Linked DNA regions of Triticum aestivum: region 2 is linked to region 1. A link is a contact called in public Hi-C data. All regions are on one chromosome and are shown on one strand. Each heading gives the region's core, a stretch centred on a gene start, on an enhancer-like site or on the middle of the called end of the contact. The rest is flanking DNA. Distances are from core to core; before and after follow the strand shown.

Region 1 (5,110 bases), core at 993-3,492:
CACGAACCCGATCGAAAAAAGGCCATGCCCACGTGTGCAACCAGAACATAAAGGAGGAGGGGAGCTCGTCCCGAGCTCCCGATATGGTTTCCACGGCCACCACTCTTCGAGCCGCCGACGTGCGCCCCATCAGCAGCTTGCCGCCGAGGACAGAGGCCACGTTACAGCTGGCCGTGAGCCCGAGCCCGAGCGGGAGCAACCATCACCAAGGCCCTGGTCATGCACCCCCACCGTTCCCCTTCGATCCACCGTCTCTGAGCTCGAGCCCGAGCGGGAGCAGCCATCACCGGCGAGTTTGCCTCCCCTCCCCCCTGCATCTCCGTCTATCCCGCACTGGCCCCTGCTGACCTAGCTTCGGTGTTGGCGGACCCGCATGGTGTTCGAGCTATTGCCTGCAAGCCTTTTTTTTACTTATGATCAAATTGACATCCAGATGTCAAATTGGTTGGTCCATTTTTTATACATCAAATTGTGATGTCAAATTGGTTGATCCATTTTCTGTACGTCAAATTGATTGATTCATTTTTTCTTTCCTATTGCTAAGTATTTGTGGTTAGTTAGTAAGGTTTTTTTTTTATCTATTGGACAGTGAGCGTTTTCCGTACATTGTCCTGTTGATGATTGTGGTATAAACATGTGTATTGTAATGGTGTTTAACATTTTGTGATATTCATATACAAGACAATGATGTTAGTGTAACTAAGTCCTAAATTATAGTTCAAGGGTATTACAGACTCTTCATGTGACGTGAGAAAATACGCTGAATGACAGAATCTGGAAAGAACTAGATGGCTTATTTTTATGGACTCATTTCCACAACAGCTTATTTGGGGCTTATTTCGAGAGCAGCTTATTTTCATGGAGCGACTTAAAAGAACCGGCCCTTATACTCCCTCCATCCTCAAAAGCAGCTTTTGGGACGGAGGAAATATTTGTGAACGGAGGAAGTAGGAGTGTATCTCCCGCCATCAGTGGAGTGGTAATAACCAGAGTAGTGCTAGTACGAAACTGAAACGACAAGAGGAGGAGGAGGTCCCCGTCCGATGCACACTCCACGCGGCAACCAGACGTACGTCGCAAGAATCCAATGCCTGTGATCCGCGGAAAGGAACGCATGGAATTCCACGATCCTCTGGGTTTCACGGGCAGGCAGGCAGGCCGACTGCAGCTTTCAATCGCCCTCCTATCCCTCCTAGTTTAATACGTACTAGCATCTCGCAGACCCCTCTTTACAAGTGATTGTTAGTATTAGAACCGGCCATTAGCATGTCTGCTCAGCTCACCGCACACTTCGTCCTCTTCCTCTTTCCCTCGTCTTGTCTCTAGCTGCTTGGGACGTTGCGATCCAGGAGAATATTGGGTTTCCGAAGCAACAACTTGGGGAACGATCGAACTGGGAACGGGACAACGGTGGGTTTTGTTCTCTTCCTGTCCCGGCCCTGTACTACTAGTATAAAACTGCTGTTTGGTCACGCGTGATGGTCAAGCCGCAGTCAAGCTGCTTTGAAGATGGATAATACATATATATGGTTATGGTCACCACAGTCTCACAAGAAGAGTTCAGAACAGAAGATGTGGGAGCCGTCGTGGCATGGCATGGATGATGCATCGGCCCATTTTCGCTTCAACACACAGTGTTTAGCACGCAGACATGGATACACATGGTCTGCTTGGATTTTCGAAAACCACTAACAGTGTGTTAGCTCCGCAGATGCATGCTGCCGTGCCGCTGCCTCATCCGAAGGCGGTGGAGAATACAGGGATGTTCCGAGCAAGACCTTTTCCCTTGGTGGATTTACTACTTTTCCTGCATCACTCGGATCGCGCCGCGGGAATAAGAGATGCGGCGAAAATGCGAGGATTGGCTTTTCCTTTCAACAAAGAACAGCCTTCGCGGATTCCAAACATCTTCTCTGACTGTGTACACACTCGTAGCATACACACGCGCTTTGAAGAGACGCAATACGTCTGTCCTTGACCGACGATCTCTTCAGACATCTAATCAGAAGAAAAGGAAGACGGCGACGCGATCGCCAGCGCAAGCATCCACAAACGGCCAGCGGTGGAGAATTTCACGGCTACCCATTTATAAAAACCTGAGTGGATTCGCTCGCCATCACACGGAAGGAAAACCCGTTGGCACGCTTAATCGAGCCCCGCGATTGGCCCAGACGAGGCTGGACATGGACAGGTTAGCACAACAGCGGCGCCCGACAGCGCGCCCCGGATTTCAACTCCGGGTCGTCGCGCGTCTCCAACCGTCGCCGTCGTGACCTCACCTCCTCACCGCCTCCACTCGGGCACAGGACGTGCCCAGTTTCTCGACCGGTCAGCCTCTCTCGAGTCAGAGGTCGCAAGAATAGCCCAACGGACGGACGGAAGATCGTGGTGCTGCTGGCGCTTGAAGGTCAAATCAAATCCGCCGCGTATCCGGCCCAACCATGGCGCTGTCCATGCATATTCCTGCACGAGCCGAGACACGGCAAGGCTATGGCAGCCGCACGCGCCCGCAGTAGCAGGGATTGACTTGTGCGCGCTGCGTGCCGGCCGGCGGCGGCCAAAGTGCGGCGCGCACGGACGGACGGACGGCCTTCCTGCACCACGGCAGTGGCTTCTTCGTCGTCTCCCGGTGGACGGGGCCACGCGCCGGCCCGACGGCGCAAGCTACGCGGAGGAGGCGAAGGCGGGGCCAAGGTGTGTGACCCGGAGCAGAGCACTGTCCTTGTGGGAGAGGGATGAACGATGATCGATCGTGGAGGTCGCTTTCGCGGGTCGACCTCGGCGCTGGAATTTGACATCCTCCTGCTGCCTCTGGTCTGGTGGTTCCGATCAGGTGAGTTCCTGGCGCTATTGCGGTCGGGGCCCCGCGGCTGATGGCTCTCTCCCGCCGCTCTCCACTCAGATTCAGCCTGCCTACCTGATTCCCATTGTCTGCGACTCTGCGTCTGCGTCTCCTGTTTTTTGTTGATTGATCCGGAGGGCCGACAGTTTTCGTGCCAAAACGGTCGCCGGACTGTGCAGGTGCAGGAAGCCCGGGTGCGTATCTTTTTTCTTCTCTCGGTCCGGGCATTCCATCGCATTGGTGAAAACAAAGAAAGCAACAAAGTGTATTCTCAACTCCCTATCTCACGCGGATTAGTCCGAAGGCTCAACTGAAAGCTACGCAGTTCACGGAAAAAAAGATACAAAAATTGCGTCATTCGCACAGGCATGGCGAGCGAGCGTTGATCTGGGCCGGCCCGTTAAGGCGTTTTAGTGATCCATGTTTAAACAACGTTCTAGGAGGGTCCCAACTGGTTTTTTCGGTTTTGGGAACCTTCTCGGAGGTTCCTGGACCGGTTTTTTCTTTCTATTATTGTGATTTCTTTTCTTTTTTTTTTCCTTTTTCAAATTTATTTTTTGTGTTTTCCAAAAAATGTGGGTAAATACATTTTTTTTTTGCGTTTATCATAATTTTTCACAACTTAAAAAATGTTCCTGGTCTCAAATTTAGTTCACATATTACAAACTGGGAATTTAAAAATGATACTGCTTTTCAAAATTTGTTCAACAGTTCAAAAAAGTTCCACCTTCTTGCTAAAAATAAAAAAAATTGTAAATTTCATAAAATGGTTGTGTTTATCACAAAATGTTCAAAACTTCAAAAGATGTTCTGGTTTTGAAATTTTGGTTAAATATTCAAAAAGGTTTGCTTTTTCAAAACTAATTCAAGATTTTAGAAAAAAAATGTGCTTCCAAACGTTGTTCAGAACTTCAAAAAATGTTCCTACTTCATTTTTTTCAAAAATTTGAAAAATATTTGCCTTTTCAAAATTTTGTTCGAAGTATAAAAAAATCACAGATGAAAATAAATGTTCTCCTTTCAAATTTTGGAAATTTTTGGAAAATTGTTCCCATTTTGCAAAAAAAAAGGTGTTTTAGAATTTGTTCAAATTTGAAAATGAGTGTTGTTTTCAAAAAATCAAGATTAAAAAATGTTTGCGGTTTCAAAAAAACTTACATGTTCAAATAATGATCACACTTTTATAAAATTGTTCACAAATTTGAAATATTTGTCTTGTACAAAATATTCACTTGTTCCAAAAAAAACGTGTTCAAATTCCAAAATATCTATTGATAATCTATATACCGCGCTGCATATGTAGATTGCGCTTGATGGCTCGCTCCCGCCGCTCTCCTCTCAGACTCAGACTGTCAACCTGATTACCATTGCCTATGACTATGTGTCTTGTTTTTTCTCGATCTGGAGGGCCAGAAGTTTCATTCGAGAAGAAGCCTGGGTGCATATCTTTTTTCTTCTTTCGTTCCGGGCATTCCATCGCATTGGTGAAAAAAAAGCAACCAAGTCTATATCTATACCTATTAATAAAGTACGGAGTATTTCTGCCCGTCTGCCGTCGTACTTTTATAAAGAGCCCGCTGTTTAAAATAATCTGCGGTCCAATATTAAGTCCCTCTCCCTTCTCTCTATCTGTTGGGTTTTGGCCCAACTTCTGTACCCACAATCGCACGCACCAGGGCATTGGTTAGTATTTCACGTTCAACTACAGTAGGCCTAATTCACTCTGTTTCAGCCCGTTTAGGTCCCTGATCTTTATTATTTACAGAGAATATGCTAAAATGATCATGTTATAACTTTGCAACCTTAACTCGGATTAAAATAATTTATATATATAATTTGATGAAAAAAATGCTTGTTTCCAACCGTGCTACTAGTCGTTCATGTTAACTAATATAAACTTCTTTTTAGGGCATAACCTTAATTAACCTAATTAATTGCTATGGAATATTAAATGTTTTTTACCTTATTTAAACTGGCTACATATTTTAAATAAAGTATGCTAGAAGGGTCTGCAGTGCACCTTTCTTTCTATAGACTTAGGAGTAGCGAATATATATGTGTGTGTTTACCTCATTTGAATTGGCTAGATATTTTAAATAAAATATGTTAGGAGGGCCTGCATTGCACTCTTTTTTCTGCAGACTAAGGAGCATCGAAAAATATTTGTGCTTTGTGTGATTGAAACTCATGACCGCAAAGGCCCCAACCAGCTGACCTAGCATGTGATCGTGCTAAAAAAATAGGTTCATTATTTAATTAAAAATTCTC
Region 2 (4,976 bases), core at 1,999-4,498, 520 kb before region 1:
TCTATTCATTTTCAATCATGGTAGTACAACAGACATTAGAAATAATAATAAAAATTACATCCAGATCCGTTGACCACCTAGCGACGACTACAATCACTGAACCGAGCCAAAGGCGCGCCGCCGTCATCGTCCCTCCCTCGCTGGAGCCGGGCAAACCTTGTTGTAGTAGACAGTCGAAAAGTCGTCGTGCTAAGGCCCCATAGGACCAGCGCACCAGATCAGCAACCGCCGTAATTGAAGAGTAGCATAGATCGGAAGGATCCAACCTAAAGACACACGAACGTAGACGAACTACGACAATATCCGAGCAAATCCACCAATGACAGATCCACCGGAGACACACCACCACACACCCACCGACGATGTTAGATGCACCACCGGTCCACCGGAATGGGGACTAGGCGGGGAGAACCTTATTCCATTTTCAGAAAGCCGTCGTAGTCTCGTCTTCCTGAGCAGGACACAAACCCTAACAAAACTTGAAGGAACATCTAAAGACAGAGCCCTCCCTTGTGAAGAAGAAACCATGTGATATTGTCATCAGTAGTATTTCTGCGATCAACTTGTGATTCGTACGGAATGATTTCTACTACATACTGTATCAACTTGCAGCTGAATTTGCTGGCTGTGCATAGAGGAAACCATGTGAACTTGCCATCTAGGAGTGTTTCTGAATGTCTATAAATTGGTATGTGTATAGGACATATGAATACCTATCTGAAGTGAGAACGTATGTACTATACGTGACAACATACGAAAGAAACTTGACTTCATAGTTTTATATAATTTAAAGAAAAATGAAAACTTGGCTTCGCACAAGGGACATGAAATAGCGACGGGAGTTGTTGCCAAGGTACGAAAACTGAGTGTGAAATCAACCAATGAAACTTGTCAACTTGTTCAACTTGATACTGTGGATCTCTTGCGAAGTGGCCTGCCACTTACCGAATCGCTAGCAGTTGGCGCGGCCTAAAAGAATGATCATATGGGGCAATTTTCTGCCAAAAGATCGTCTAAAAGGGCGACAGCATCGAGTGAGTATCATGTTATTCCCGGAATCTAGAGTCCTATGATACATAAGAGTACTGACGATAAGCCTAGATAACGGTCTCAACTTGCGCATCTACTAAATTGTTCAACACGCTGTGGCTACAGAGCTAGGTCCTTTAAAATTAGTGCCAGATCGCCACTTTATTTTGCGTGTTGTATAGAGCTGTAAAGGCCGGCGAACCTACGTAGACAGGACGACTACCTCAATTGTAACCCAATGGAATAGATATAACTGAAGAACAGAACAAAACCGGAGAGCTGGATCGCAAGGTCAGTGAGCCAACCGTACCATTGGTCCATGGACGATTAGGTTAGCATATCCTGGAGCAAGTGGCAATTCTCTACGCCGAAATAGAAGTTCCGGTGGGGAGGGTAGGCTGCTAAAGTTTCTCATACGTGGCTCACTCCACCAACACACACCTCCATTAAAAGGCCAGGCTATGGTAGCTTAGCCATCAGCAAAGAAGACACTGTTTTGAGGCCAAGCTATGGTAGCTTAGCCATCAGCATCCTCTGAGCAAGCTGCTGCCTAGGAACCTAGGCCGGGACGACGGAAGACGGAGAAAGAAGAAGACGACATGCTGGTATTGTTTCGGCTCATGTCCTCGTCGAGCACATCGTCGGATGAGATGTGAGCCGAACCAATATCACTCATGTATTCTTCCTTCAGAGAGGAGTCCTGTGTGGAGATCCTGTTGACAGAGGGGGACTGGTTATTGTCATAGTCATGGTAAGTGTTCTGTACTTCTGATACTCCAAGATAACAAGCTAGCCAAGGACTATAAGTAGGGGGGTCTCAGATTTCTACCACTACTAGAGGGATCGTTTTAATATCACTCTCCTTACTCAAGACTAGTACTTCATACATTTGCTTTGTTGAGGCGACTATCATAAATTGGCCAGATTTACTTGTTTTCTCAAGGTCTACCTACGGCTACGAAATTATAGTGCAGGTGGCTATGAGCCATGTAAGCATTAGTGGTTAGAGACTAATAGGAACAGCTTTATAAGCATTTGCGGTATGATTTCTCTCTTTGATCTTGAATAAAACATAGGCACATTTGTGCTTAGCAATTATGATATAAGCTATACATGAACCCGCGGAAAGGATGTAGCTGTTAGAACTTTTCACGATATCTCATATTATACGTCGACAGCTTTTGGCACCGTATTCTTTTCTTCTTTGGAAAGAGCTATAACCTCTTTGGTATTGCCATGCCTTTTGCTTGGATGACTTTTGCAAGGTACATAGCCATTTTCCTGCACTTTTGTATGCCTAAATTGGTTTCAAGTGTACATTGTTAAGCATTAGTGTCCTGATCAAACATCGAAATAATAATTTTACATGATTTTAACTATCTTAACTTGATTGGTTAATTATATCTTGAACGAAAAATAGTTCTGTTACCCACATCCTCCATGAGGACATATGAAGACTTGCATAGGAAAAGGTCCTTGCAAACGAGATCTTCAGTACATCATAGGACATCTGGATAACAGATAGATCTATGCATACTATAATCATGATGAGAATTCGCTCCCAAGACTCACTCCAACCTCTTTGAGATATCAATGGTCCCATTTGGAACAAATGAAAAAAAAAACGTGGCAATCTTGGTTGATTGAATTCCGATAGGAAAAATTCATAATTTGCCATCTGAACATGTGACTAGCTTACAGGATTCTTCAGTATTACCGTGGAATGGGCTATTCCATATTTAAAAAAATGGAGGAATGGGCTGTTTATCTTTTTCTTCTTGTTATGTCAACAATTCCTGTGTTTTCTAGGTGACATAGAAAAGTCAATTTTAATATTAAAAAAACCCTTGTTTTGTCCCTACTGAAAACTAAAGTACTAAACAACACCATAATTTCTACGGTTTTCCTATTTCTGAGTTCTTAAATCCCTGCCAAGTTAATCAGGATGCCAGTTCGGAAGCGTCGTCGTACCGAGAAAAGGTCATCTGTGCAGTTTAGCTGTTGTCTGCGCTCGCTGATCCAAGGGCACATTGTCAAGCTTGCGACCTGGGATGCCCTTTTGGACCCTAGCGGCGATCAATCGCCTAACGAAAATGCCCCGTGCTGCACAGCGCCTAATTAAGCTTTATATTAACAGCTGCTACTTGCTAACGTACAGTAGCCGGATGGCCTAGCCAGCTAAGCTAGCAGGGGGGAGGAATATGCACTTGCCACGCAGGATCTGCATGTGCCGTGCAAGCCTTTTGTCCCGTCATTTGTTTGTTTCTTCCTACGACAGTGACTCGCCCGGTTTTGAGCCACATGTGTTCATGCGCCAGCCATTGAAAAATGCTAGGGTACGACTCTTCAGGCGTGAGCTTTGTGATGGTGTCTATCTGTACACGCTATTGGTTTGCTTAATACTGGCGTGGTACGCATGCATGCAGTCTGGTGGTTGTGCGTCTGTCAGGCTACGTGTTCTGTGGATTTTCATATGCGTTCTGAAAGGGATTCCAGACAGAAATGTAGCTATCCAACGGATAGCTCATCAGCCGTGATCTTAGCCTAGCCCTACTTATACGCCAGCATGCTGGCATCGACATGTACGACGATGTATTTGTTCGGGCCTGATGCAATGGATGGGCCATTCGTGTGCCGACTACTTCAAAGCTGGAGTGAAAACTAAGAGAAAAGTTCTACGGAGTTGACATGGTCTCTCTGCGAGCTAACAAACAATCAATGTACACGAAACCACACAAACTAACCTCGATTTTACACTGTTATAAGGCAGACACAAAGCGCATGTCTGAACTACAGGTATCAGGACATGGAAGTGATGGCACGCTGACCAAGCAAAACATCGAGACAAGTAGATAACATACTTGTATGCCGGCATAGGATATTGCATTGGAAAGTATAGGGTACCAGTTGCACCAAATTGGCACCTGAAAGGATAAGACAGCTGAGCTAGGGTGTCTCACAGAGCATCGCTCCGCATTCTTCCAAGAACTCCACTCTGCCAGTGTTTACAATTTCAGCTAGATCTGCAACTATCAGCTCTGCGAACATCTGATTCGCAGGTCAGATAACATCTCTTTGACCATTGCAGATCGTGGTAGCCTTCAGCATAAATTCAGCAGTTTCGAAAACCAGAACTTCCAATGGGAGTGTGCAATTTTCCAACCACCAAATTTTTCATTGAACAAATTTAGAACTATCAACCCAAAAGTACCCAACTTTCAAATGAAAAATACCAGAATCAAACCCAGAAAATCTGACATTCAAGAGGGGAACACCAACTTTCATCCAGCAACTTCAAATTTTCAACAGTGAGAAACGAGTAGACAGTATCATATCCCTCGAAGGCAGCAGCACCAAGCCATCCATTGTGGTTTGTGGGGGACAGACCACTGGATTTGGTTAGCATTTGATGACATATGGTGTACAACTTCACGTCCCGAATGGACATGATTTTAGTAGTGACTTGGCAGCGATGTCTTTATGGTAGGTTCAACAAATTTTACCAAAGAACAGAGTCCCATAACCAATCTGTCCTGTCGCCCAGTTAGTGGTGATCTTGTTGCAATTGCTGAGAGGGCAACAAGGAGGCCCCAGTAAGGTCAGGAGTCAGGACATCAAATACCAGGTACGGCATCACTATGCCTGGATGCCCGCACTTTGGATGCACCGTCAATGGCAGGAGGCCAGAGGGCAGGCAAGGACCTTCATTGTCCAAGTAAACCCACAATATTGCCAGAGTTTTCAAGTCATGTAACTTCCCCTTTTCACTGAAAATTTTGAAATGAATTTCCAACATTATAACTTCCCAACCGAGCATTCCATCTTCAAGTATAAAAGCTCCATAAATTAATCAATAACACAGCTCCAATCTCTTTAGTGAAAGGAATATACAAGAACTGCTGATCTTAACAATATGTATCTCTGAATGAAGAAGCCTCCCCCCACGT

What was found. Hi-C and Micro-C count contacts between places; a contact is called where the count stands out from the background.
Region 2: a contact with region 1 is called in a Hi-C map of leaf, with 2.3 times the contacts expected there. The contact joins two enhancer-like sites. A contact is called at or near these places in 2 of 5 Hi-C or Micro-C datasets (both in leaf).

Annotation. Positions count from the first base shown.
Region 1 is chr2D:514,614,148-514,619,257 of IWGSC CS RefSeq v2.1, reverse strand. No RefSeq gene overlaps it. Among protein-coding and RNA genes, the nearest start is that of LOC123054150, 43 kb to the right of the region's middle. Within about 2 kb of position 2,242, at least 2 of the 8 cell types and tissues checked have an H3K27ac peak or open chromatin away from gene starts, as enhancers often do. A contact at or near this core is called in leaf, where this site is marked.
Region 2 is chr2D:515,133,468-515,138,443 of IWGSC CS RefSeq v2.1, reverse strand. LOC123054153 reads right to left here. Exons shown (of 13, transcript XM_044477852.1): 13 at 3,728-4,976. Among protein-coding and RNA genes, the nearest start is that of LOC123055881, 10 kb to the left of the region's middle. Within about 2 kb of position 3,248, at least 6 of the 8 cell types and tissues checked have an H3K27ac peak or open chromatin away from gene starts, as enhancers often do. A contact at or near this core is called in leaf, where this site is marked.